Linked DNA regions of Sus scrofa: all the other regions are linked to region 4. Evidence: chromatin contacts called from public Hi-C, HiChIP or PLAC-seq and promoter capture Hi-C data. All regions are on one chromosome and are shown on one strand. Each heading gives the region's core, a stretch centred on a gene start, on an enhancer-like site or on the middle of the called end of the contact. The rest is flanking DNA. Distances are from core to core; before and after follow the strand shown. Region 1 overlaps TMEM135 (transmembrane protein 135). Region 2 overlaps TMEM135 (transmembrane protein 135). Region 3 has its middle 450 kb from the start of TMEM135. Region 4 has its middle 14 kb from the start of FZD4.

Region 1 (6,616 bases), core at 4,048-6,547, 300 kb after region 4:
GGACAGAATCATGGAAGAAGAGCCAGTGCAGGAGTTGAAGGTAGACTAAGCCTGAATCACTATAGTTTAAAATCTAGTACTGCATGAAGCTTGGTGACTAACAACCCAGGCGTTAGAGTCAGACAATTCTGAGTTCAAATAATTACAGATATTTTTGACTATGGACAGGATGCTTTTTCATGCTCACTCTCATTGAATTTTGGTACCTACTTCATAGTGTTGCTGTGAGGGTTAAATGATTTAATATTTCTAAAAGGCTCAGTACTGTACCTGTCATGTAATAAATGCTCAGAAAATGCTAGCTATCACTATATATTTATTTGATATGTAGTAACTAAATATTAACCATGTGCCAGACACAATGCTAGACCCTGGGATATAGCAGCAAAGAAGGTATATATGGTCTCGGAGATCCGACAGTTTAGTGGGGAAGGGAAACTATTAAAATGGTCCTCCCAGTCCTGGGGGCTCCCCGGGCTATGAGAGTACAAAGGAAGGACCGGCTCACTCCCTCCAGCCTGGGGCGGGGGCCTCTTCTCTAAGGAAGTGAGGTTAATCTGAATGGCCCATCCTGGTCAACGCAACAATGTTAGGAAAGGTATGACAGATACTACTGTATCTCTTCAAGCATAGTTTTGTCTTGTTTATAAAGAGCAGTCCCACAGATCTTAAACTCTCTATTCACACCCCCAATTAAGAACCACATTCTTTGGGACTAGCAGTTGCCGAGGAGGCACAGCTGCCATCTGGTGACAGTTTCATTGCCCGCCCCTTACAATTTGATAAACTAAATGTTTTACCAAGTTTGCCCAAATGAGATAGGTTGTACTTGTTGATAGTACAACCCTTCTTTCTCTCTTTTATAAGTATTTAAATTTCCTTATTCTGTTTGGCATAGTCCTCATAGTTCAAAGTGCATTATGGTTGATCTCCCATCTTAGCTATATTTTGTGGTATTTTCTGAAGGTTTAGCAGGTAGAGATGCCTAAGGAAAGCTTAGATATTCTTTATAAGAACAATCACTCTTACAGTAAAGGTGCAAAAAAATGAAAAGTTCAGTAAAGGATACAGATTGAGTGATATAATAGTAATATTTTCTTGGAAAATTACAGTCCAGTTCCAGTGAGACAGGAATGCTATTTTCTGGATATGAGAGTTTCTGAAGAGGAATAAGTAGGTTAAAATAAAATCAGATTTAAGATTTTCTAAGGAAATAATGTGAGGAAGACACACAGAATCTGGACCATTTCCGATTCTCATCCTTTGGGTCCCCCTATTTCTCGTGTGTATATAGATGACTTTCTACTACTCTAACGTGGCTTTATGACTCAGAGTGACTTAGATATAAATTTAGAGTGGGAGTTCCCGGTCATGGCTCAGCAGAAGCAAATCTGACTAGCATCCATGAAGATGCAGGTGCGATCCCTGGCCTTGCTCAGCGGGTTAAGGATCTGGCATTGCCATGAGCTGAGGTGGAGGTTGCAGATGTGGTTTGGATCTGGCATGGCTGTGGCTGTAGCCAGCAGCTGCAGCTACAATTTGACCCCTATCCTGGGAACCTCTATATGCTCAGGTGCAGCCATAAAAAAAAAAAAAAATTTTTTTTTTTAGTAAAAAAAATGAGAAATGCATTCAATTTTCAATATTAGTAAATTTTAGAGAAAAAATAGAATTTTTGTCTCTAACTAGTAGAGCCAAGTTAACAGTTCATTTACTTTTTTGTTTGAAAAAACTTTAAGGTGCGTAATACCTTTAAAAAGTGGTGACTGAAGTTAAAAGGGTGCCTTATCAAAGGGCTACGCTGCATTTTATTTGGTTAATTTCATTTTAAGTTTTCTGTATTTTTAAACAAATGACAGCATTTTTCTGAATGTTCAGATTTCAAAAGCCTATTTTTTACTTATTTTTCCCATTCAAATTTTACTTTTTTTTCAGATTTTTTTTTTTCCTATTTAGATTATCACAGAATATTGGACCAAGGTCCCTGTGCTCTATGTAGTAATTCTCCATTGCAAAAGCCTATTTTTTTAAAAAGATTATTAGATTTGATATAAATTGTGGAAAATATTATTTCAAATGATAAGGTGCTGTCCATAGTGTATTTATATATAAACAAAATCAGTTTATTTTCTCATTGATTTTTTTTTTTTTAAGGTGAAAAATGCCTCTCATTGTGCTCTTTTCTTTAGGTTCATTGTAGGGAAGGAAGAAATTCCCACACATTCTTATTCACCAGAGGCGGCATATGCAAGAGTGGAACAAAAGACTGAGAAACATGAGGAAAAACTGAGAAGAATGAATATAATTGCTCTAGTCAGGAAGCTGGTGGATTCAATGTGAGTCTTTATCTTGATATTTTAGCACATTTTGTCACTGTTTGATATGATATTTATTTGTACCATGTCAAGGTATTTTTGTTTACTTTCAAATAATGAAAAAAAATTTTTATAAGAAATGTGCCTAGAGTTTTATAAAAAGGCACATGATGGCAAGTGAATATTATTTATTTCTGGCAGGACTGTAGACTGTTATATGCCTTTAAAATAGATTTACATGAAAACAAAATACTTTTCTATTTCAAACTACGCAGAGTTGCAGGGGGGCAAGAATAAGGAACTTCGGGAGACAGATTAATATATGCAAGTCGAATATGCCAAGTGTGCAAAGGAGAAAGAAAAGTTCTGAGAGAGATTCAAGAAGCTATAGGAATAATAGGCAAACTTTAAGTAAAGAATATTTTGCAAGATGGAAATGTTTTTAGGGCTTTGGAAATAAAATAAAAATTTTTTATTTGTATATTACACAAAGACATCTGTCTATGTTTTATACAAGTCTTCATTTGTATTTCACATATTTAATATATTTCAGAAAATAAATTTAATGGTTTCAATTAGAATATCAGCCAGTAAAAATAATCTCGTGATATTTTAGAGAGTGTAGAATGAGGAGGCAATACAGAAAGTCAGGGGATCAGTTAGAGGAAGCTGAGCCCTTTAGGAAATATGAAGACTTAGGTTTGACTCTCATTTTACCCCGCCCAGTTTTGTGTCTCTGAACAAGTGATTTAACCACTCTGCATCCCAAAGTCCTCGTTGGTTAACTGGGGCTAATAATCACTATTAAAGGAGTGTTGTGCGCATTTAATGAAATAACATAGGAGCTGCCTCACATACATGATCACCAACTAGGTGCCCCAAATTTTATACTAAATTTAAAGACTTTGTCTTCATTTTGGCATACACCATAGACAAAAGTAAAAAGAAAGAAAGGGATAGTAGAAGGCTGGAGTAATTGTGGTAGGGAACTTACGAAACCAGTTCAAATTATGCATTACCTTAGTGGAGAAAAGGGAGAGGGGATCCTGTTCATGGGACTCCTGTCAACAGGAATCACAGGGGAATGCAGAGAATGTGTGATGTGGGTGACAAGCCTTGGGTCTCCTGGCAGAACTTGTCAGAGTAGCCTCAGTGAGTCCGAGTCCGCTGGTGTGAAAGCAGGTGCAGCACAATACAGAAGCAGGGCAGATAATATAGGAGGTGGGCAGTCCAGCACTTGGGAAGCCATTTCAGTGAAAGACTAGGAAGGATTAAATGACAGCATAGTTGATAATCAGAATTTAACTTCACTAGCAAAGAGAGTGCACCGATTTCTCTGTAGTTCTGGTAGCAATGGCTGAGAAACACCTTTGAAGAGGACACTTAGAAGCATGAAGAGTGATGGTTTGCATAAGCCAGCCCTTCTCTGATTTACCTCTTTTCAGGCCCCTAGCTTTAATCACTCGACAGCCTCCCATGACCAGATATGTCATATCATTCTAACGACGTCAGGGCGCAGGTCAGAATGAACTGTTGCGGTCACCCTTGACTAGGAAAGGCTGCCTGTATGCTCCAGCTGCGGTGTGGAATTGGATTTCCGAAAAGGTCTTGATAATCATCAATTTGCAAATGGAATTAGAGAGATGTGGAGCCAGAATATCACTCTACAAGTTATTGTTGCAAACAGGAAAGAGTTAATGTGTTCCAACCAGGAAGATAATTAATTAACTGTGGTCTGAACGAATTTGAAAGACTGCTTACTTTGGAACATGAACTCTTCAGAGAGAAAGGGGGAAAGCTAAACCCACAGTGGATATTCTACTTGCTTTTTTATGCCGGGAGTGAATGAATGGTCCCAAAGTTGACCTACCAAGTAATTAAACTAAGTGTGTCTTGAACAGGAGTCCTCCCAGAAGAAAGGTTTACTAAGCACCAGTTTACAGTTAAATCACAAATAACCTACTTTTGATTTCTCACATGATCTTTCTACATTTATTTTAAAAGCCAAGTTTTAAATTCTAATACTGTATCATGTGTCTTTCCCAGATGTTTTCTCTCAAATATAATTAAGTATAAATTCCTGTAATCTGAGCGCATTTTCGTTATGATTTTTGTTCAAGTACTGACTTCATGGATGATTTATGACCGTTATATGCGACAATAAGCGATTTAAAGCTTCCAAAAGATTTGGCAGAGTATAAAGATAACATATACATATTTTTCATATTTAGTCACAAATATTTATCAATACGGTTTTTCTGTTTCAGTCAAGTATTTTGATTGCAGTCACGTATTTCACACAATATGTCAAATGCTGAGCAGCAAAGGAAAATCTGTTATCCTTGCTTCCGGATGTCCAAAGAAATCAGAAATACACACACTTAGAATTGAGTTGATAATGTTTTCTTCTTTTTTGGTTAGAACATTTTAAAAAGATCAACACACACACAAACACGTATATATGCGTGCATGCACATATTTTAATTTGTTTTTTTGGATTAATTTCAGATGTAAGCACGGACCAAGGCATAGGTGTTGCAAACACTATGAGGATAATTGCATCTCTTATTGCATTAAAGTGAGTATATAGAATCTACTTTAATAACCACAGGGAATGTGTATAGAACTTATTTATTAAAACATAATTTCAAGGTAAGTGGAAAAGTTGACCCTAATTGCCATTATTCTTTGCATTTAACTTGAAGAATAGACATTTGTGAGAAGTAGGTAACAATTTAACTTTTAGTATTCACTTAGATCCTTTGTTAAATAATCTTAAAATCAGCTTATTTAATTAGTGTAAAACTTACAAAGTAGAAGAGAAGGTGAAGCAGCAACAATAAAAAAGACAGAAAAATTTGTGCTTTGCAGTGTACCCTCAGTAGCATACATCTTCAGTCAGGACCCCTGGACTGTGCTGTGTGCTAGCCGGTCAGCAGTCACACACTGTATATACACTGCACAGTCTGGCCAGCGGCATTTGGTTTGGGACTTGAAACGCTGTTACATTTTTTAAGGCATGGTGGTAACTGGAGCAGGTCCACAGTTGTTCTACATTAAGAAAGTTAGTTCTGCCCACTGGCATAAATTCCCCACTCCCTAATATATTAGTGTACCAGTGCGGTGCTCCCCACCCATCCCCCCGCCCTGTGCCCACCCCCGACCCCCACCCCCACCCACTCCTGGTAGGAAGTGACTCTCATTGCCGTTAGTCTGACACAGGTGGCCACATCTGCTGCAAGTTCTTTAGTTTTGGATAATGCTCCACCAATCTTGATGCTTTAGAAAATTTATGTTCTTTCTTACAACATCTGATCTCCACCTAATTGATGGTGGGAAGAGCAGAGCTGTACGGCACCCCAAAGACAGACTCCTGACAGTCACTCTTAAAGGGAGGAACTGTACCCACATTAGTGCCTGTGAATGTGACTGCCTGGGGCCCAGAGCTGATGGTGACACTCACCCAAGCCAGACTTACCCTTAAAGTCCTTTAAGACAGGGCCAGGGGTAAAAGCAGTAGAGTATTTTTTTCAGTTGTGCAGTGGTTTCTGATAACTCTCCTTCCAAATCTGATTTCCTGCCCCATTTTGAAGTGGCACAAAAGGGGGTGGGGATGTTACTGGCAGCCTCAGAGTCTGCCAGCTTGAAGAGTTATTCTTCTCTCCAACTGGACAAAATTCTAGTTCATGGGGAGACTTCAGGGAGCAGAACTAAGAAAAGTATGCTAACTAAATCAGAGGGCTTTGAGAAATTTGGGGGAGAGGGGAGGTCATATTTTTAAAGAGTGTATAAGAGAGTAAGAGTTACTAAACAATGAAAAAATGTAGTCATTCCTTCAAATGTGTACCAGTACTATAAATTTGCTAATTTATGTACCAATTATAATACTATGTCCATGAATGTAAAATTATTTGGAGACCTTTGGGTGAGAACTTTATACCACAAATAGAGTAAAATATATTTTGACAGTGCACCTGATTATTCCATGGACTCAGTCACACCTCTTGTTAAATCACATCCCTGGGAGTTCCCTGGGAACCTAGTGGTGAGGATTCAGTGCTTTTACCCTTGCAGCCCAGGTTCCATCTGAGAACTGAGATCAAACATTAAGCTGTTGCATGCAGTGGCCAAAAAACAAAAAACAAAAAAAACCCATATCTCTGAGTCAATATTCAGATGAATTACATTCCCTTCAACTCACTATACACCATTCACACTAACTTTTTGTTAGTACCCGCCAGTCTTTTTTGGCATTGTACTTTTTGTGCAAGCTATCTGAAATGTTTTTCTCAGGCTGGCTC
Region 2 (7,168 bases), core at 190-2,689, 270 kb after region 4:
GATGGTTGTGATGTTGCAGTCTCCATTTAGGATTTTACAGTGAGCTCTTCTGGAATGTAGAGCTCTTGGAAAATCCTTTCTGTTTCTCAGGACATGAACCAAAAACTACCTTTGCTTTGAATTTAGTCTTTAAACTTTTCCTTGTGCCTCGATCTTCGCATTACTGAAGTTGGACTTTTCTATCTGGTAGAGCTATTATCCTGCCTTTCTTCACCCTTTTATTATTAAAAACCTCAAATTCATTAATTTTATCTTGGGGCTTCCATTTATTCTATCCAAAGCTTTTAATCACTTATAATCTGAGTTCTCTCTTCAGTAGGTCTAGAATGCTGTAGTAGAAAGAATATAGAATTTAAAGTCAAAAGTCTTAGATTCTAATTCTGGTTCCTCCTCTAAAATTTATTAGCTGAGCAATCTGAAATAAGACTCTTTTCTTCCTAAACCTCAATCTTTTTATCTGTAAAGCAAATGTTGTGAGGATCAAATAAAACACCATATAAATGCTATTACCTACCCATGTTTTAGAGGTCTTGTCTTTTTTTTTTTTTTAAATGATTGTTTGTTTGTTCTTTCTTTATTTTTGCCATACCCATAGCATGTGGAAGTTCCAGGGTTCAAACTCGCCCCATAGCAAAGGCCTGAGCCACAGCACTGACAACCCTGGATCCTTAACCTGCTGAGGCACCAGGGAGCTCCCATCTTTTTAGTCTTCTCGACAGTAGTTGACATCAAGGGCACTGTTCTTTCCTAGTACCCTTTATTCCTTGCTGTTTATTTTCATATCATTTTGGATTTTCTCAATCCCTCACCCATTGACATTTGTGGTTCTACCAGTCTTTAGTCCTTCTAACAGACTATTTATTAATAAAAAATAGATCAAATATCTTACATAATATTGTTCACAAAACGGAAATCATCACTTGGAATTTGCACAAAGATTTTTGAAAACTGAGTTTATAGATTTTGGAAAAGGTTCCTAACACCGAGGAGGGGGAGGAAGGAAGATTCCACAAACTGTAGAAAAGGGAGAAAGGAACCTAACATCTATTGAATACCTGTCTTGTTCCAGGCATTGCTCTTGGCAGATGATTGTAACGTTACCTCATTTTAACTATTCCCTCCCTCCCATCCGATAGAGGAAGAAGCTGTAGATCAGGTATATGACTAACTTGCTTTTAGTTTATTTAAGTCCCTCCTTATTGTTTATCTGCATTTCCTCCTGGACATTGGTAAATACTGTTTGGGGCATTTGAGTTCTGTGCTCATGGTGTAGCGAGAGATGATTTCAGGTGTACTTGTAAAAGTGAATGAAACGAGTGATTTTCAGCAAGGATACCAGATATGAGACTTACGAAATGTATTTTGTTCTGTTTGGGGGAAATATAGGTCTCTAGACTGGTCTTTAGAGTGGGTGGAATGGGCGGTGGCAGTAATTCAGGAAGCCTTCCCCTCCTAGGCTAGAAATGTCAACAGGACTTTTAAGCCTGAAAGCTGCTGAACACTAAAAATGAAACCCTTCTCAATGTCTGATTTTCTTTCCCACATTCCCTCAGGGCCTGACTCTCGCTATTCTGCCAGCTACTCCCTTTCCTGGTAGGCAAAGCGAAAATGGTCATTGTGAATTTGTGACTTATGCCACCACCATCAGGGCTAAATCCAGCCTTATTTGAAATGTCTTCACCATGTGGCTTCTAACAGTCTCGTCCACTTCTCTAAAAGCTTTCCTGCCTGTCTGCACTTTTCTGCTTTTGGCCCCTTGATGCTCCACCCTAAACATGTCTCAGCCTCCACCAGGACATTCCTACCTTCTGACTTTCTAACTTACATTTTCTTCCTCAAGATGTTACTAAATATCTTGTCTTTTGGCAGATAATTCCGTACTAACTCAAGTGTAGAATTAGTAGCAGGGGTGGATGAACTCTTGAGAAATAAATACCGCGTTTTCAACCCCATGTCCCCTGTTAAACAAGGCTAGACATTCATAAAATATGCTTTGTTAAGTGCACTGGTTTCTGAAGAACTCTTTTTCCCTTAAAGAAGTCTAAGAAGCATCTGTTGTATTTCTAGAGCAAATAATCTTTAACCTCTCCTTTACTTTCCATTTGATTTAAATGAATGGATATTTGAGAAGCCCTTGTCTCCATGTTCAGGCCCCTACAATTTTCCTACTAAAAAAAAGTAAATGAAGTGTTACTATTACATCGAGTAATTTTATTTCAAGATAATTATGAGGATGTTCTTTTCTTATGTACTGTTATACGACCGTCTTTTGTGTTTTTACTTGACTCTCCCTCCTCTCTAGACTCTTGGAATTTTGCCGCTGAAGCTTGAATCCTATGACTTTTTTCTAAAAAGATGAGATGCAGAACAAGGGATGGCTTGAAGTCAAAGTAAAGTAAATTCCTGTATTTAAGTGCTAGCAACTGTTACAGGCTCCTTGAGACCAAAGCCTATCAGCCACTTGGCTGTTGGGTGACCATATGTTCTAGGAAAGGGCGCTGGACTAACTCTAATAATGTTGAATTTTAATTTACTGTCGACCAAAAAAAAAAAAGAAAAATCACCCTGTGTATTAAGAGTTTGTCTGGCAGGACACTGAAAGCATAAAATATAGCCTACACATACAAAGTTGTTGGAAAACAAAATACATTTTTCAAGTTAGAATCTTAGTGAAAAGAACCGAGCTAGTTTAGATTTTAAAGTTTTCCTCCCACTCTCCCCTATTGCCAACTTCCACAGGGACCCTCATTTTGTAGCAATGAAAAGGTTATATTCTGCATTTTAACATAATATTACTGCTTTTGACTCAGGAGTATTTCAGTTTACATACGCAAAGGAAAATATAAAATTACAAGGGATGGACACTATTTAGGGAGAGAATTAATATGTAATTAGAACTACTTAGATATGCCTGTACATCGCTTTTGCTCATCTCTGAAAAATAACATATATAATTCTAAAAGGGTGTGTGCGTGTGTGTGTGATCTTGTCAGTGTCTTTAATATATTTTTAAACATTTCTAATGTAGGTTCATTAAATGTTTGACATTTCCTTGTTAATATATACATTAAATATTCTAAGATATTTTCCCATAAAATATTGCACAAGTATATTCCACCTTTCAAAACTGGTAAAGCAAGATCATGTTGCAAAAAGGCAGCTGACAGAAAATATAGCTGGTACTATAAACATTATATTCTACTCTTAATTCAATAGAACTCTGATCATTTTTACATATAGAAGTTATTATAGCTAATGTAGAAATAGATAAGCTGCCTTGAAGATAAAATTTAATTTTGAACATTTGAGTATTTAATTTCCTCGCTTGTATTAGAAGTTATTTTACAATGAATAGGCTGTTAATTATATATTATTTCTGCTTAGAACATATAGAGATATCTTCAGTGGTCCCTAGAATTGAATATTTCAATCCATCTCATATACATTTAGTATTGATTCAATTATAATATTTAAATTTGAGTCAGAATCATATTGCAACTATATCAAGTTCAAACAAATTGAAAAATTATAGATATTGTAAATCAGAACTTTTAAGTTTTTGAGGATCATTCAATTCCATCTTTTCATTCTATATTCAGAGAAACTAAGGATCAGAAACGTTAGCTTCTTTTTAAGGTCTTGTAACTATTGAGTGAAAGAGCCAGAATTAAAAATGAGATTCTCGGACTCTGGCTTACCATGTTCAATTGTGGGGTTTAAAATGGGAGAAAACTGGGAGTTCCCATCATGGCTCAGTGGTTAATGAATCCGACTAGGAACGATGAGGTTGCAGGTTCGATCCCTGGCCTTGCTCAGTGGGTTAAGGATCCGGCGTTGCCATGAGCTGTGGTGTAGGTCACAAATCCAGCTCGGATCCCTAGTAACTGTGGCTGTGGTGTAGGCGGCTACAGCTCCAATTCAACCCCCAGCCTCGGAACCTCCATATGCCGCGCAAATGCGTCCCTGGAAAAGGCCAAGAGACCAAAAAAAAAGGAGGGGGGGAGGGAACTCACTAGAAGGAAAAGAATTAACCTCTCACTATATCAGGTCATGTATATCTACTGATCTGTTTGTGGATGACCAATCATTTCTCTTGAAGTTCATAACCTGAAGACTGTTGTAAGTCAGTAACATTGTTGGCTCTGATAAAGTAAATGAAACATTGCTCAAGTAGGAGTAGCTGTGTTTTCCTTCTCTTGCATTTTGAAATCATCAATGCGACATGAAATACCTTCCAGATGGCTTTGTTTTTGTTTAGTGAACTCGATTTTGCAATGGATGTCCTGGAAAGTATATGGGTCTTATAGTTCGGATGACCTTTAATTCCTCTTGTTCCTCACTTAGGCTGGTCAGATATGGTTTTGTTTTTGTTGTTAAGATAAGCATGGCAATCAGCATTTAAATCCATTGTCATATTTTATGTGTGTGTTCAAAAAACCACGTTTTACTGTTTTTAATTGTTTTAATTAAAGTGTAGTTGATTTACAAGGTTGTGTCAGTTTCTGCTGTACAGCAAAGTGACTTGGTCATACGTATATATACATTTTTTTTCCTCATATTGTCTTCCATCGTGTTCTATCACAAGAGATTGGATAATAGTTCCCTGTGTACATTTTCCTAAATAATTTGATTAAATAAAACCTTTTTATTCCCAATTTCTACTTTTGTAGAATTTCAGTTTTAATAAAGCTCAAGGAGAAATAGAATATCTTTTTTCTGAAGTTTCTCAAAAATATCAGGTCATTCCTGTTACCAATCTCCTAATGCTCCCTCTTCTGACCAAAAAAAAGATCCACAAGAGTGGAGTTGTAAGGCTGGTAAGGGCCGTCACCTTAAGATTTCCCTTGAGATCCTTGTCCAAGGAACTAGGAATTCAGGAGCCCTTTCTTCTCCGTACGCTCTCCTCCCTCAGTCTTTTTGGCTGTTCTTTTCTAACTCCATCACTTATTTCTTCCCTGGCGCTGCATTGCCAGTTTTGTCATTTTAAAATGATAACGCGTAAGGGTTATAAACCCTATGCTCAGTGAGTAGTTTGAGATTTTTGTAACTCTTTCATTACAAATATTTAATCCTGTGATTAGATTAAATGTGCTAGAATGGGCAAGCCCTTGCTACGCTTTTCCCTTTTCCTTCCGCAAGAAAACCAACAGACCCTGAGGCACCAGCAATGTATTGAGTACCTTCTCTGTTTCAGACTTTGTGTATTATGCCCTTTAATTTTCACAGTAGTCGCTCATGGTAAGTAATAGTATCCAGTTTTCTGCCTGGGTAAAGTGAAGCTCTGTGAGGCCAAGTAAAAAAACCCATTACGTAAAAAGTTCTCTTGTGCTCTTTTGCAACCACTTCTTACCCCTCCCCCCAATCCTGGGTACAAGGGAAACACTGATCTGCTTTCTGTCTCAAGGAGTTCCTGTTGTAGCTCAGCAGTAATGACCCTGACTGGTAACCATGAGGATGTGGGTTTGATCCCTGGCCTCGCTCAGTGGGTTAAATTTCCAGCGTCGCTGTGAACTGTGGTGTAGGTCACAGATGCAGCTCAGATCGTGCCTTGCTGTGGGTGTGGCCTAGGCCTGAAGCTGCAGCTCGGATTCGACCCCCTGTGAACTTCCATGTGCCACAGGTGTAGCCCTAAAAAGCAAAAATAAATAAATGAATAAGTAGATAGATAAATAAATATTTTAAAAATCAGTCTTAAAATCCATACATAGTTCAGTCTGTTTTCTTAAAGCAAAATAAAGAACAATTAAGTTTTTAGATGGCTTTACTATCTGTTGCTTTCAGCAGAATTCACTTTGTAAATTGACTTTAAAAAGTTTAAACAAATCTGCCAAGTGAAATTATAGTTTAAAAATAAACAGTGAGATGGGATTCAGTAGGAGGTCATGAAGGCTACACCGGGAGTAACTTTGTGTTAAACACACATCTGTCCTGGCATTTTTCTGGGGTATGAGGCCTTTTGTCTTATCGATAAAGTTCCCACTCATTTTCAACATGATCTGACCTGTGCCCGTCTTTCTCTGCTCTGCGTCCTTACCTCCATGCACCCATCACCTGAAGTCCCCTGTTCCCAGAACATCCAGTGTTCTCTCCCGAGTCTTCTACACACCGCCCTGCTCTGCTTTCTTCCTCCGCTTCTTCCTCTGCGTACCCCCTTAAAGGTCCCCTTCCAGGACCACGTCGGGGTTAGGTGCCCGTCCTTCATGCTCCTCTAGCACCGTGTGTGTTATATTACAATACTTTCTATAATGTAGTAGCGCCTTGCACTTATCTGTATACCCCGCTGGGTTGTGAACCCCTGGCAACCATGGACACTGGCTCTTCCCAGCACTTGGCAACCTGCCTGGCACGTAGTCAACTCATAGTAAATATATGTGAAATATTTAACTGCTTGAGTGAGTGAATGAATGTGAATAATGCCCTGACCTACAAACTTTATGGTCTCCCCTCTTTCACTCTGTTACAGTTCTTAGTATAGTGCAAACATGCTGAGAGCTGCATTCCCATTCTTGCCTTTTGGACTTGATAGTTTTATATTACAGTCCATGTTATGTTATTTGGGGCCTTAAAAAATAGTTCCTCATTCAGAAAAGATTAGAGACACTTTTTTAGACTCCTATTTGTGTCTAAGTATAAATTCATACCAAATTATCATTGAAAAAACGAACAAAAATTTATATTAAGGATGAACACTTGAAGTTATTAATAAATAATGGAGTAGCTGGTTTTAACATAAACACATTTTTAAAGAAACTAAATATTTTTTAAAAGCCTAGAATTGCTGTTAAAAAATGATTCCAAGAAACATGGTACCCAATTAGAAATACAACTACTATAAAATACAGTATTTTCAGTTCCTACACAAATAAAAATTTCTTTCTTTCAGCATATATTTATTGAGTGACCCTGTGCTATGCACTGATGTAGGCACTTGGGATACATCACTGAACAATGTAAAATTCCTGAATGCTGTAGTAATTAAAAAAAATGGAGCTCAGAATACACACATTCACAAATTTATGAAAATATGGAAGATACTAATTAATATGTTGTTGACAAGCTTATTTCTAAAATCAGTAACAGATTTTAAGAATTATCATACTTAAAATGAAGTATTGAAGTTATTGTGAAAAAGTCTAAATGATGGTAGGATTTGGGAGGAAAGGGGGAA
Region 3 (7,303 bases), core at 204-2,703, 480 kb after region 4:
AATCTGGCACTGTTCAAGGTTATAAAACCATTCAAAAATTTGAGAAAAGGAAGAAAAGTAAGTCATGTAATTATCCGATAGTTTGAAGAATAGTGGTTTCAGCTATGTTTTCCTTAAAACTCCAAGATCCTACACTACAGTTTAAATGCAGAATCCCTAACTTATGCTTAATCATTCAAGAATTTTCATCAGCCAAGTTTGTAGGCAAATGTTATATTCTCTTTAAGAATCATATCTTTCTTTCTCTTTTATTTTACCCTTTTAAATCTCAAGAGTGTGCTTTTAATAAAAACACTTCTAAATGTCCTTTCGATGACTATGTCTGCTGTATTTGGCAGAAATGTGTCCTCTGAAATGCATGTAGAACCATACGGTAGTCCTTCCATTAAAAGCAGCAGGAACACTGTACTTATTTAGGAGGGTTCTGTGTTCATTCCTGAGTTTCTCAACTTAGAAAGGATTTGGAGAAATACAGAGGAGGCCAAAAAAATCAATAAAGAATTGAAAGGATCTGATTTCAAATGCATATACACTTAGGGAAGAACAAGCGGCTAACAAAGGTGCCATACGAAGATCTAGACCAGTACTTGTCACTAGCATTCTGAGCGACGCTACCAGCTCTTTCATGAGAAATGGCCACTTCAATGAATAGTTTGGTTATTGATAACCATCCTGGCATAGTAATGGCTCCCACAAATATTCCTAACGCTTCCTGTGCCAGGCATTGTGACATGAAAATGCAGGGCTAGACATCACATCACAGTATGACTGTGTCCTCCTGGGCCTGACCCTGGAACTGTGTGGGCAAGACTTCCTGGAAGGAGCTAGAAGCTTGTCTGTGGAATGTTCTTCCCATCATCAGACGTGTAATGTTGCAAATAGAGGATTCAGTTCTCACTAATGCCTACTCATGACCATTAATAATAGAAAAACAATTATTTGATCAACCATGCTAGACAAGGTGTTCTTTTTTTTTTTCCACGAAGAATAACACGATAAAATTGTCATATGAAGAGGCAATCGAAGAGTAAGTAAATAGAAAAAGCATGTAGAAAGAAAGTATAATGGAGGGGGATCAGTCATAGTAAACACGTTATTTTCCTGGATTTGCTGATGTTTGTGGTGTTTGTCAGCTTTTTAAAATTTGCCATTTACTGGAATTTCTTGAAAGTTTTCCAAAATTCAAAATAGTTTAAACTTTGTCCCCAATTTTCTATTTACATATTTTTTAAATTCTTTTCACTCAGAATGACCCTTGAAATTGTGTAAGATCCAGGACTCCTCAAACTTGGATTTGTAACTATAAATTACGTTCTCCTAGTTTATAATGCCAAACCCCACACTTTTTGTCTGTCTTGATGTGTGTGCAAAGGTTTGAAACACACCCTGAGGAAGGCATTTCTCAAGTGTCTCTGGACAGCTCATCTGTTCTGTCGGCATCCTCACTGTTTGCACAATTTTCCATTACTAAGTCCTGGGCCTTGACAGGGCTCATGATTAAGTGGCTCATCCAATATTTGGTCTTCAGTGCTGTCCAAAAGGATTAATTCAACACAATTTATAAGGTGGAAATAAATCTTGTTAATTCAAATGAGCCTAAATAAAAGTAAATCTTTCCTGCTCTTAGAGACAATAACTATGAACAAAATAAAATGAAAAAGAATGTAGGGACTGTCCCTCAGTTAATGAAAGGAGTAGTCTTGTTTGCTTTGGTTACTGATGTGTTTCCATGGAGTCTTATCTTAACTATCATTTGAAATATATTTAGCTACAACAACAAGAAAATAGAGAACACAATTCATCATGTAGCTGCGGTTAGCCCTCAGAACATAATGGAGCCACAGTACTTTGGTTCCCAGTGAGTGATTTCTCTTTGGAGCTTGCTGAGAACTCAGATTCTCTTAGTACAGATATCAATCTTAATTGAATAGACATGATGACAAAACACAGACAATAGAACAGAGGGGAAAGGGCAGCTAAAGAGCTCTGCTTGAGTGAATTTCAACTCAACACAAGCTGGAGAGGAGAAGCCAGTGAGGCAACAGATCCATTGTCATGGATCTCAGGGGTGACAGAAATAGTGCTCTTTCACAAATGCTGGCCTCTGGAAGTTGTGACCTCAGATCAGAATTCTGAGTTCTTCTGTGCCGTGCACCTAGGGCCTTGCAACACCCACGAGCCCACCTGTGCTGTGAACGCATTATTAGGACAGCAGCTTCCTCTTTGATGTCCAAAGCCTATTCAAAGAATCTTTGAGTCCTTCCCACCTCTCTCTTCACTCAAAACTTAACTTCATTTCTTTGTACCATTACTGTTTTCGTGCTTGTGCTGTATTGGTTATCACAGTGCCTGCTGTTACCTAGGTACTCAAACATTTGTTGAATAAATGATCATGGTCTCCTTATATTAATGATAGCAAAATCTGTTATTGGTGAAGGTGAAGAAAATTATATAACACAGTAACAGTAGGTACCACATATTGAAAGGCAAACATCTTTTACACATTGTCTTTTTGAATTTTCACAGACTTTTTTTCAAGGTAATTGTAACATTTCAGAATGCTGAAACTCAGAAATTAGGTAATATATCAAAAATTATACAGCTAAGCTCTCTTTTGGAAGGGATGGGAAATCTAAGAACGATGTTATTTCTGTATTCATAATCTACAGAATAAAATTGTTTTGTATATCACATAAGCGTACTGTATTTAATACATCATACATGTATATGTGTGCATGTATATGCATCTATTCTGTTTCTTTTACCATAATATGAGCTCAATGAAGGGAGAGATAGCTCCTATTTCATATTTTCAAATATTTTTGGAATCCACTAGTCTAGTAAATTCATCAATGGACCTTTGTTTTTGCTTGAAAAATCTGTGTGGACATTTTATCACGTGGGTGCTTGAGACCAGCAGAATGTGCAGGTGCCCTGATTTGAGGCGGGTCAGTTAAATTATATTTAAAGAATTTAATGTCAAGCATTTAATGTCCAGTAATGTGCAGAAAGATACCAGAATAGAAATGCTAAGCCTCTTATTTCCAGTGGGAAAGTATGCATAAATTAACTTTGTCATTGGAAAGGAATGGGCTCATTAAATAGGTTATAGCTTTGCAACTGACTGTCTATCCATGTACCCAATAGTTAGGTTCTTTTTGTCTTTTTTTTTTTTTTTTTTTTTGCCATTTCTAGGGCCACACCCACGGCCCTAGAGGTTCGCAGGCTAGGGGTCTAATTGGAGCTGTAGCCAACGGCCTACACCAGAGCCATAGCAACACAGGATCCTAGCCGTGTCTGCAACCTACACCACAGCTCACAGCAACACTGGATCCTTAACTCACTGAGCAAGGCTAGGGATCGAACCCGCAACCTCATGGTTCCTAGTTGGATTTGTTAACCACTGAGCCATGATGGGAACTCCTCAATGGTTAGGTTCTTAAAAAGCATCTTTATTTTAGCAGAAGTTTCCCTGAAAACAGAGCCTGAGTAAAACGCGTGATCCTAGGAGCAGAAGTGAGAGAGAAAGGGAATGAAGAGAGAAAGAAAGCCAATACAATGAAGCTAATACAATGGCCACTGTTACTCGTGACTGGTTGCTTAATCCTGTGGGAGAAATTATGTCTAAAAACCATCCACGGAGAAAGGAGAAACCTCTATCTATTAACTTCTCTCTCCACTGGTCAAGGATGGCCGATGTGATGTTAAATCCCCTGCTTCTGGATTGTGATAAGATGAAGCAAGGGGTAGGGTACAGTGAGCTTGGGAGTGGGTGGGGGGGAGAGGGGGGAGTTCCCCAGGGATGAAAAAACCAGGTGGTTGCAGCAGTGGCTGGAATGAGGGCTGAAGCTGAAAAGATTTTTAGTGGCACTCAAGAAGTGTCAGATACACTTGGGTAATTAAAAATGCTTTTAGCAAGACTGATTTACATTTAAGAAATAAAGAAAAAGCACGTGATAGTGAGTAGATTAAAACATGTTCTTTTTTTATCATTACATTAATATGAACAAATCACTAGCTTATGGGGAAGAAGTAAATATAAAAATAGTATTATTCAAAATTTTCTAATAATGTCCAGTTGATCCAGATGACAACAGCATAAATATATTAGCGATGTCAATCTCTATTTTACATATTAAAATAATTTTTGAATATGAACTTTTTGTCACAAGCAATGACAGGTTCAGACCAATGATGTCCTGAACTTGATGCTTTTGTTAATATTGGCTATATCGCCAACTCTTGTAGACAATACATTCATCTGATGTGGGCAACAACTTTGCTCTTACTGAAGTGAAAGCTGACAGGCTCTTGCTGCTTCTTTATCCCTGGAATGTTAACTGATGTTTTCCAGTCTAATATGTTTAACTTAAAACCTAATATTTTATTATACATTAAAATAAAACACTGGAGATACATGTGCATTTATAATCTATGTATATCTGAACCTTGTAGAGTAACATGAAAACTGGGGATGCTTTTGAAGGTGAGAAAATCACTTTTCATTATGCTATGCATGTGTTATGCTGTTTTTATTTCATGACTTAGCAGCCTTCTTTAACAACACTGCTTTCTAATATAGTCTAGTGACGGAAATAAACTTCCTAGAGATCTCCACGATTCACTTTTGGATGGGAATCCTGATTTACCATTATAAGATCTTGTTTAAGACTGGGCACTTGGTATACTAGATGGAACCTACCATAAAACTATTAGACCTGGAGAGGTTATTGTCAGGTAAAGGGAAAATAAAAACAAAAGGAAATACCTAAAAGTAGCTCACAGCAACCTTACATGTGAATGATGGAGAGCATCTGAAGAAGGAAAGTACAAATTTTCAGATCATAAAACACACTGAATATCAAACAGAATTAATAAAAATATGTCAATTTCTAGACAAAATAGTGAAAATGAAAAAAAATGTCAAGAATATAATATTAAAAACTATTAGCGGGAAAAGAAAGCTTGCCTTCAAAGACACAGCAGTTGGATAAATGGTAGATTTCAGAAAAGAAAGAATGAATGTGGGTAGAAAATAAAGTAATATTGTTGGAGTGCTGAGGGAAATTAATTCTCAGCCTGGAATTTCATACCCAGTTAAATTACCATTATGGAGGGAGTGAAAATGAAGACATTTTTAGGCATGTGAAAATTAAACCCACAAACCCTCACTTCAAGAACTCTTAAAAAGATAAATTTCACCAAGAGAAGGAACAGGATAATATGGTGACACAGATACTGATAAAATTTAAATAATGACCATAAAAATGTTAACTACTTGAACTTTTTTTTTTCACATTAAAACAAATTATAAAATTCTAAGCAAAAATAGACTAGGAGTGTGAAAGCATACTAATGTTCTTAAAATTTGGGAGGAGGATAGAAATACTGGAGAATTTACATTTCCTGAGAAGCATTTGGGAATTCTGAACCAAGATGGCAACACAGGAAGGAGACTCCTGAATTTCCTTCCTCCCACAGCAGGACCAAATATATAGCTACACATGAAGCAGTTCTCTCAGAGACATCCAGAAACAGCAGAGTGATTTAAACACACTGGGTTATAGAAAAAACACCCACATTTAAAAAAGGTAGGCACACTCTCACCATCAAACTTACTCCCAGCATAGCACTGTACAGTCAGGAGGGAAACCTGCACTCCAGCTTCTTCATAAGGAGCAAACCATACATCTAGTGCCTGAACTTTTAAGCCTGCCACCTGTGGGATGGTCCCCAAATAACCCAGCTGAAAACCAATGGGGCTCACATTCATGACCTGAAAGGACCCTAGCAAACAAAGATAGCGCTCTTGTGTCTATGCCCCAGAACTCAATGCGGAGGGTACAGGCAAAAATACCCATCTCCTCTGTCTTTCTCTGGAAGAGGTTTGACTGCATACTTTACAGGCCACTGACGGAGGATCTGTCCTCTGAATAGCATGCATCTAGGTGCGGGCTGGGATACCTGGATCCAGCTGGAAAGAGCTGGTGGGCACTTCACCTTCTCCCTCTGGCTCGCTCCAATAATATAAGGGCCACCAGCACCACCCTAGAAGGACCTTTTCCACACACTCTAGCACCCCAACTTTTACAGCTGCCACCTTATGGATGTGTCCCCAAATCACCTAGCTTTGAAAGCCAATGGGCGTTAAAAAACAAAAATTCAGCTGAGTAAATGTGAAGATCTTCTGGGTTCTATTAAATGATTCATGAATCAGAAAGCATCCAATCTAGCAATAGAAAGGGCTCCACTGAGATGCAGAAAAGGAAACGTTTGTAAAGAGAGAGAGGGAGCAAAAAGGAAAACTAAATTATTAGCAAAGAATGCACTGTTTTAGGGAATGGAAATGGAAGGGGCCTATTAGCATATTTCTTAGAGCTGACCAGAAAGGAAATTCCAGGTGGCTAGTTAAAGGTCACATTTCTGGGAAAGTAGTTAGGTATTAAGGCTTGGTCTGCTGTCATGAGCCTAACACAAGTCACTCCATTTGGGGCCCTTTGTTTTTTTTTTTTTTTTTTTTTTTTAAGGGTTGCGCCTGCGGCATATGGAAATTCCTGGGCTAGGGGTAAAATTTGAGCTGCTGCAAGCTGCAGCTGCCAGCCTGTGCCACAGCCTCAGCAATGCCAGATCCAGGCCATGCCTGTGACCTACACCACAGCTCATGACAATGCCGGATCCTTAACCCACTGAGAGGGGCCAGGGATTGAACCCACATACTCATGGATACTAGCTGGGTTTGTTACTGCTGAGCCACAAGGGGAACTCATGCTGTTTTATCTTTAACAACTCTATAATTCCAGATCAGGATCTTGGCTTAACTGAGAGATACGATCAAAATTTTAAGCATTAGCACCACTCTCACTACAGATGCCACTCTGTAGTTCTTGCAGCCTTTGTAAACTTTGATCCTTCGGGTGGTATTTCCTGGGCCATGACTTTTTGTTGTTGTTGTTTAATCTCTGTGACACTCACAGGCTATAACTTCAGGTTCACAGATTTTAAGCTGGTTATCCTCTTTGTTTCTTTTCTGAAATTTACTTGGTATTTAGCAGCTGCAAACATGCATTTAAAGCCTTTGAGAGAATACAGTACACCTGGGAGTTTATTATGATTATTATAAGCAGAGAATTCCCAATGTTTGGAGTGTACTTCAGAGCCATGGTCTCTGAGACTCAAATGAGTCAAAATCAAAGAGGTCAAAGAAAGACCCTGTGGAAGGGTCACTTGTTTAAGCCAAGTGCCTGGCTCAGTGATCTGATGTAACTGAGTTTCTGCTTCCCCAGAAGTGTTAATCCTGGTGGAG
Region 4 (6,553 bases), core at 2,824-5,323:
TCAAAACAACTCAACCTAGCAGCTCATCATTAGGATTCGTCCACCTCTAAAAGTCTGTTGTGTGCATGGCCTTTTTTTTTTTTTTTTTTTTTTAGGCTGTGGCCACAGCATCTGGAAGTTCCTGGGATCAGCATTCAGATCAAACCTATGCCATAGCAGTGACAACCCCAAAACATAAATGGATCACAGCCCCTTAGCTTCTCTTTACATTGCAGACCAGACCTATATGTAGGTGCCCTAACAAAGGACAGTGGAGAAAAAGCAACAAGGCTGCTGCCATATTAGCCTCTCTCCTAAAGCACTCAAGAAGGTGTGTCAACTCGTATGGAGCCAATAGAGATTATGAACACTCTTTTGGCCAGCAATTCCAGTGATGCTTAATCCTTTGAGCTCATAGATCCATTTACAAAAGTTTGGACCATTCCCTCTGCACCACCACCACCCCTGCCGCAAAAAAAAAAGACATATATGTATGTAAAATACTTCCTGCATTAACCCCAGTTTTTTAAAGCCCTATTTTAGGCCATAGCTCCCCCAATTATAGAATCCTACAATGTTGGACCCAGACAGAAACTTAGAGATCATTTTTGTGAAACCATTATATTCCTCGGGGAAGGAAGGCTGAGGTCATTTGGGATAATAAATGGCTCTGTACATTTTCAAAGACCTACTCCTCTGATCGTCAACTCTACCCTTGAACAAGCTGCCCCCCACCCCAATTTGCTCCTATCAAAACACTGCAGCCCGGTGGGACAGTGTCGCCCCCCAGATGGCTGACATCAGGACGACAGTGAACAGTTGTGTGGGGCACCTGACAAACCAGGGAGTTGGGCACCAGAGCAGTTCTTGTTCTTGAGATGATCACAGGTGTCCAGGGGAGACACACATACAACTAGCAGAACGTAGAATAACATGTGAACTTATGGGTGTCTGAGAGGTGACATGGGGGGGTGGGGGCACGATGTCTGCTGGGTTGGATCAGTCAAGGCTCCTAGGAGAGAAAACCCAGAGCTGTGGAGGGACAGAGTCTGCGGCTGAGGGGACCAGCATGTGCCCAAGGCGGAGAAGCGCAAAACAGCCTGAGGTACACGGGGAGTTGGAATTGGTCAGAACAGACGTGTCTGAGGAAGAGGCAGGAGGTAAGCCTGGAAGAGAGGAGAAGGGCCAGATGCTAGAGGCCTTGGATACCACACGAAGGGCTCGGACCTAAGGAAGAATGTCAGCCTGGGTGATGGATGAATAAGTCTCTTCCTGGGGATGGTGCCAAGAGGCCAGTTATCCATCTATCCCAGACGGCCTTCTGTGGGATGAGGGTGGAAGTAAAGTTGGGGGGTGAGAGACTTTCTCAGATCCCTATCACACTCTCTTTAAAAATCAGCCTCTGCCCAACACTGAGAACACAAGAAGAGTCCTGTAAAGTGTTCATAAAAGATGAGGCAATCAGCCCAAAACACGTCTCTGAAGTATCAGTGGGATTTACTCACCAGAAAAGTACCATTCTTTTCCACTAAAAGATGGCCACACAGGAGGAGGCCTTCTCACATATATGGAGAAATTGTTTTCCTTTTTTAAAAATCGAGGATTTCCCAGGTGGCCTAGTGGGTTAAGGATATGGTATTGTCACTACTCTGGCATGGGTTCGATCCTTGGCCTGGGAACTTCCGCATGCCCTGGGCAAGGCCAAAAAGAGACAGAAAGAAAGAAGAAAAAATCAAAACACAGGACTTAAAAAAAACCAAACAAACTGAAGTTAACCTGAGCACAGCTTGATATATTGATGTGTTTTTTTTGCAAAGTCTCACATTTTTCATTTATTCTCAAATTGAACCAGTTTAGTCTTAGGTGGTGGCTGGCTCTGAGGAAATATTAATCAAGGAGGAGAACATCTCCAGAAGTGCTTAAGGGTTGCCATTGCCACGTCACCTCTTCTCAGGATTCTAAGGCAATAAGGGCATTAAGAAGTGCTTGATGGAGCATGATAATGTGAGAAAAAGAATGTATATATGTTTGTGTAACCGGGTCACCATGCTCTACAGTAGAAAATTGAAAGAACACTGTAAACCAGCTATAATGGGAAAAAAAAGCATTATGTGTGTGTGTGTGTGTGTGTGTGTGTGTGTGTGTGTGTGTGTGCTTGGAATGGTGTGTTTTCTCCCAAGCAGATGCATAAACAAAAAATCCTGACCGTTGAGACTCTTCTAGGAAGTCATCTTCGACTCTGAAGGTGTCCTTCCCATATTCACCACTAGGTGTCATAAGAATCCCATTTTAAAGAAAACTTCAAACTTGCTGACCAAAGAAAACCATTTCCCCTAGCGTTTTTTTCAGTTAAAAAAAAATATTTTTTTAACAACAGCAAAAAATGCAAATGTTCAGGACTTATCTCTAGAGTAGATACATGATGATTTTAATTCCTCAGATTCCTGCAAATACGATGATCCCTACAGGATCACAACAAATAGATTTTTGTTGAAATAGCCACAGTAAACGTACATTGCACAGGAAATTCCATTGCATTTACACTATTTATTTAATAAAAATAATCTCTGCGATTATTTGCATTTATTTCTGAAGGAGGATGTTTTTCCTTCCTCAGAATAAGTTCAGGAAATGGGTGAAGTGTTCAGGAAGTTAGCTAAATGTTGATGTAAATCCAAAAGGAAGGTCTGTTGTTTCAAAAAAAAAAAAAAAGCTAGGAAGTGGTTCTCTCTCTTTCACTTATGGAAAATGTTATACAGAATCTCTGATTTAAAAGGAAGAGGACTAGGGAAAATGCGTGTGCTCACGATACCTTTTGCCAATGGATCTGGTTGGGCAGTCCAGACTTTGATAACAGTAGCCTGCAAAGAAAGCTGTGTAGAGAAGTAACATCTAGATGGGAGATGCGAACGGGATTAAGTTTGTAGGAAATGAAGCTCTTCCTATGGAACTAGCCCATAGGCTCTTCTGAGAAGTGTCTTGATAGGAAACCCTGAGCCCGAAAGACGTGGAGGGAGGGGCCCCTTAACACTCCATAAACAGCTAAACACTGGGCTCTCCTCCCAAGGCCCTCGTCCCTTCCAGCCACCAACCGCTGGTGTCAGGCCGGCCTGGGGGTGGGGGGAGGGGACAGTCTCACTGGGGAAACCCCAGCTCTCCCGGGTGCGATCTGCGGCAGCCCTGGAGTGACAGGGTCGTCATTTATCTAGAACTGGCAACCCAACCGGGGGAGTGGACTAGATCAGGTGTGCAGAGCAAACAGAAAGCTCCAGGGCTCTGAAAGGCAGGCGCTTTAGAAAGCACAGCTTCGGCTCACTGAACTGTGCGCAGAGGACGCCGTGTGTTGTGGTTTCTCTGAAAATCGCCCCCTCCTTTCCATCTCTCTGCTCCCCCCTTCGCCCAGGCCCTGGTGCTTTGTCGCCCACACCGGTCTGCCTGCCTCCTGCTCGCCTGTCTCCAGCCCACAGCCCCCGCAGCAGCCGGGGCCAGGTCTGCGAAACACCAGCGTGGACGTGCGCCTCCCTCGCCCTCACACTTGGGCCACCTCCCCTGCGCCTTTCGGAACTTGGCCTCAGCCCACCTTCCCTCCCACTGCGAGAGTCTCAGGCTCCAGTTACACGGGCCCGACTCGCCGCCCGCACCTCCCCACAGGCGTCTGGCGGCCAAGTTTATTCACACATGTCTGCCTCTCGCTCTGGGCGGGAGGGTGGGGTGTGCGCCTCACTTCCACGGAGCAGTCTCTTTGGGTTCATAGCATCACAGCACGAGGGACGCAAGAGAGCGGGTCCGGAGGACAGACGCACCTACGCACGCCACCTACGCGGGGCGAGGATCATAAATCAACACGTGCGCCCGAAAACACGTGCAGATGGAGGCGGCCCATCCTTTGACTACACGCCGCCGAGGGCACCTCGGAAATTTTGCTATTTTTGACATTCTGCACAGAGGATGGTGTTGGCGAGCAGACCAAGTTTGAGAAAAGGTCTGGTCCTTGGGAGGGACCTGCCCTTTCCTTTCTCTTCTTCCTCCCCACACGGTCACCTGTTGAGGCAGACGTGTCCTTTCGGGACCAAGTGGGATGACGCTGGTTTGGAAAGTGTTTTCTTTTTCCCACGGCACTCAGCGCTCAGAAGCTGTTCTACCCACACTAAACCAACAAGGCCCTAGGACTCAGATTACGAAGAAAGTACATAGCAAACATGATAGGAACCGTAGCGCTGATCCCTTCGCGGGTCCGAGTCCTTTAGCGGGTTTAGGGGCAGGTGCTTAGTTGCCATGAACTTCTGGAGCGAAAGGTTGTGCCTGAGGTATCTTGGGGAGACCCTCCCAGACTGGCACAGGGTGGACCCTCATTCAGCTCTTCCACAAATATTTACTAAGCAATAGAGGATTTGTTTTTCCAGGTTTGGAGTTTTAAGCTTGTTAATAACAGATGAATTCCTTCTCCGTTTCGTCATCTGCACTTTTGGACTCGAAGCTGGACCTTGTCTTTGCGGTTTTCTGCAATCACTCCCTCTCTCCCTTCCACAGCCCACTCCAGTGTTCTACATACTGTAGGCGCTCAGCGAATATTTGTTGGGGGGAGGAGAGAAGAGAAAAAAGGGAAGAGAAGAGAGAAGAGAGACAGCTTATCAACCCAGTAGGTAAGGTAGGTGATCACCCTCAAACCCATTTTGGAGACTAGAGGATTTTCTGCAGCTACCACCCAAACATCTTTTGGGCAAGAACAGCCTGTGTGATGGCTCTTGTCGTTTACATTTGGTGTCTTTTCCTGGGCTGGCCACACTTGTCCCCACAGCCCCTCAGCTGCCCCACCTATCAAGGTGAGACCTTCCTTCCATTCTTCCTCCCTTCCTTCTTCTCTCCCTTATACTTTACATAGATATTTCTGAAACTCGTGCCAGGCCCTGAGGACACACAGTTGGGCACCTTTGGGTGCTCAGAGTCATCTTCAGGTTGCTCAGTCCAGTGGGGCGACAGACATACGAATAGACCATTTTACAGATGGTACGACGAAGGTGCCCAGAGATGAAGGCACCGAGGCTTGAACCTACCTACGAAAATAAGGGAAGGGAGGCAGGAAGTGGCAAGTAGGCGGGTCGGAGATGATTTCCCAGGAAAGGTGACCCAGGATTTCAATGTTGAAGGAAGAACAGACACAGCCTCGTTGAAGAAAGAGGGAAGGGGCATCGCAGGCAAAGGGGAACATGTATGAAACGGCAAAGGGTGTGAAAGGAAAAGGATGGAATTAGGACAGATTTTTCTCTGTGCCTTATCAATCCCATCTCGGCTTTATACCCTACCTTTACCTCAGAGCAAGCAAAATGATGCAATCCTCTGGCATCTTGGAAAATTTAGATAGCCAATCACGTAATCTCTTAGAGAGAAAGGCATTGATAATGTGGGTGATCCTTGAGATTAAGCACGTTCTTGGGTGAAAACCGGATCGGGTGCTTACAGGGAGCCCTGTGGGAGGCTGATGAAAATCAGGCAGTGGCTGTGCATCGTCATAAATTAGGCTTTTTAATTCTCTCTCCCTGGGAGCTGGAGAAGTCAGAATCCTTTGCCAGGAGAGCAGATGAATCCATGGGTTCTCTTAGCCTAAGGACGAGACACAGGCAGGGGAAGGCAAGTCTATGGATTTCGGCGGTGGGGGAAGGTTCATTTTGAAAACTTTTGGGACTAAACCTCTGCAAGCCCAACATTTTCAAAACATTTAATGAGATGCTTCCAGCCCTCCACCCCAGCTGCAGGGTGAAGGAAAACTGAGCAGAGGACAACGCCCTTCTCTGAGCGTGGTTTATTTCTGTTCACAGAAACTCTGAAGACAGGAGGCCAAGGCTGACCTCTTCAGTCAAGAGTCTGCTCAACTTTAAAATTATGATTGCATGTGAAAGCTAAAATGGGAACGAGAGAAAATCAGTTCTCAGGACAGAAATGCTAAAAACCCTTGGGCCACATTCCAGTCAAGGTCCCGGCCCTGCATACAGAACTCCCATCGGGGGTGGGCGGGAGGCCAGCTAAGACCAGTTCAGATCAGTTGAGCGTCAGGGATCCTGGGCTTTATTCTAAAGGTGTCCAGCTTACAGATAAAGCCACTTAGCAGCGTGATTATGCTACATAACCCTTAAATGACAGAAGCTCATGGCCAGGTCTAGTTATTGAGCTGCTTGCCAAAATGTTTACCCCTCTCCCGGGAGCTATTTGCAGGAAAGAAATCAGAGGGCGTTCCCATCGTGGCTCAGCAGGTTATGAACCAGACTAGCATCCATGAGGATGAGAGTTCGATCCCTGGCCTCACACAGTGGCTTAACAATCTGGTATGGTTGTGGCTGTGGTGTAGGCCGGGAGCTGCAGCTCTGATTCGACCCCTAGCCTGGAACCTTCCATATGCCACAGGTGCAGCCCTAAAGAGCAAGAAAGCAAGGAAGGGAGGGAGGGAGGAAGGAAGGAATCGAGGAAGAGACACGTGTTAGTTTCTAGGGCTACCAAAACGAACGAGAAGGCTTGAGACACAGACATTCATTCTCACACATTTCTGGAAGCTAGACACCCAAAGCCAAGGTGAAGGTTG

What was found. Promoter capture Hi-C pulls out the DNA fragments that hold promoters and counts their contacts. A called contact is a pair of places that touch in the nucleus more often than the background predicts. HiChIP or PLAC-seq counts read pairs in DNA pulled down with a chosen protein or histone mark.
Region 1: a promoter capture Hi-C map of fetal skeletal muscle shows a contact between it and region 4, with 4 times the contacts expected there. The contact joins two enhancer-like sites. A contact is called at or near these places in 3 of 5 promoter capture datasets (fetal liver, fetal skeletal muscle and liver), 32 of 47 Hi-C or Micro-C datasets (adipose tissue, alveolar macrophages, blood and 17 more) and 2 of 2 datasets of contacts at active chromatin or transcription factors (alveolar macrophages and skeletal muscle).
Region 2: a contact with region 4 is called in an H3K27ac HiChIP or PLAC-seq map of alveolar macrophages. The contact joins two enhancer-like sites. A contact is called at or near these places in 2 of 5 promoter capture datasets (fetal liver and liver), 33 of 47 Hi-C or Micro-C datasets (adipocytes, adipose tissue, alveolar macrophages and 18 more) and 2 of 2 datasets of contacts at active chromatin or transcription factors (alveolar macrophages and skeletal muscle).
Region 3: a contact with region 4 is called in a Hi-C map of subcutaneous adipose tissue, with 2.0 times the contacts expected there. The contact joins two enhancer-like sites. A contact is called at or near these places in 4 of 47 Hi-C or Micro-C datasets (embryonic fibroblasts, mesenteric adipose tissue, retroperitoneal adipose tissue and 1 more) and 1 of 2 datasets of contacts at active chromatin or transcription factors (skeletal muscle).

The regions. Positions count from the first base shown.
Region 1 is chr9:21,000,219-21,006,834 of Sscrofa11.1, forward strand. TMEM135 (transmembrane protein 135) reads left to right here. Exons shown (of 17, transcript XM_021062616.1): 10 at 2,190-2,336; 11 at 4,824-4,893. Among named protein-coding and RNA genes, the nearest start is that of TMEM135, 260 kb to the left of the region's middle. Within about 2 kb of position 5,298, at least 4 of the 83 cell types and tissues checked have an H3K27ac peak or open chromatin away from gene starts, as enhancers often do. A contact at or near this core is called in fetal skeletal muscle, where this site is marked.
Region 2 is chr9:20,979,527-20,986,694 of Sscrofa11.1, forward strand. All of the region lies in intron 8 of TMEM135 (transmembrane protein 135), which reads left to right. Among named protein-coding and RNA genes, the nearest start is that of TMEM135, 240 kb to the left of the region's middle. Within about 2 kb of position 1,440, at least 10 of the 83 cell types and tissues checked have an H3K27ac peak or open chromatin away from gene starts, as enhancers often do. A contact at or near this core is called in alveolar macrophages, omental adipose tissue and retroperitoneal adipose tissue, where this site is marked.
Region 3 is chr9:21,183,513-21,190,815 of Sscrofa11.1, forward strand. No RefSeq gene overlaps it. Among named protein-coding and RNA genes, the nearest start is that of TMEM135, 450 kb to the left of the region's middle. Within about 2 kb of position 1,454, at least 17 of the 83 cell types and tissues checked have an H3K27ac peak or open chromatin away from gene starts, as enhancers often do. A contact at or near this core is called in retroperitoneal adipose tissue and subcutaneous adipose tissue, where this site is marked.
Region 4 is chr9:20,704,613-20,711,165 of Sscrofa11.1, forward strand. No RefSeq gene overlaps it. Among named protein-coding and RNA genes, the nearest start is that of FZD4, 14 kb to the right of the region's middle. Within about 2 kb of position 4,074, at least 39 of the 83 cell types and tissues checked have an H3K27ac peak or open chromatin away from gene starts, as enhancers often do. A contact at or near this core is called in alveolar macrophages, fetal skeletal muscle, omental adipose tissue and 2 more, where this site is marked.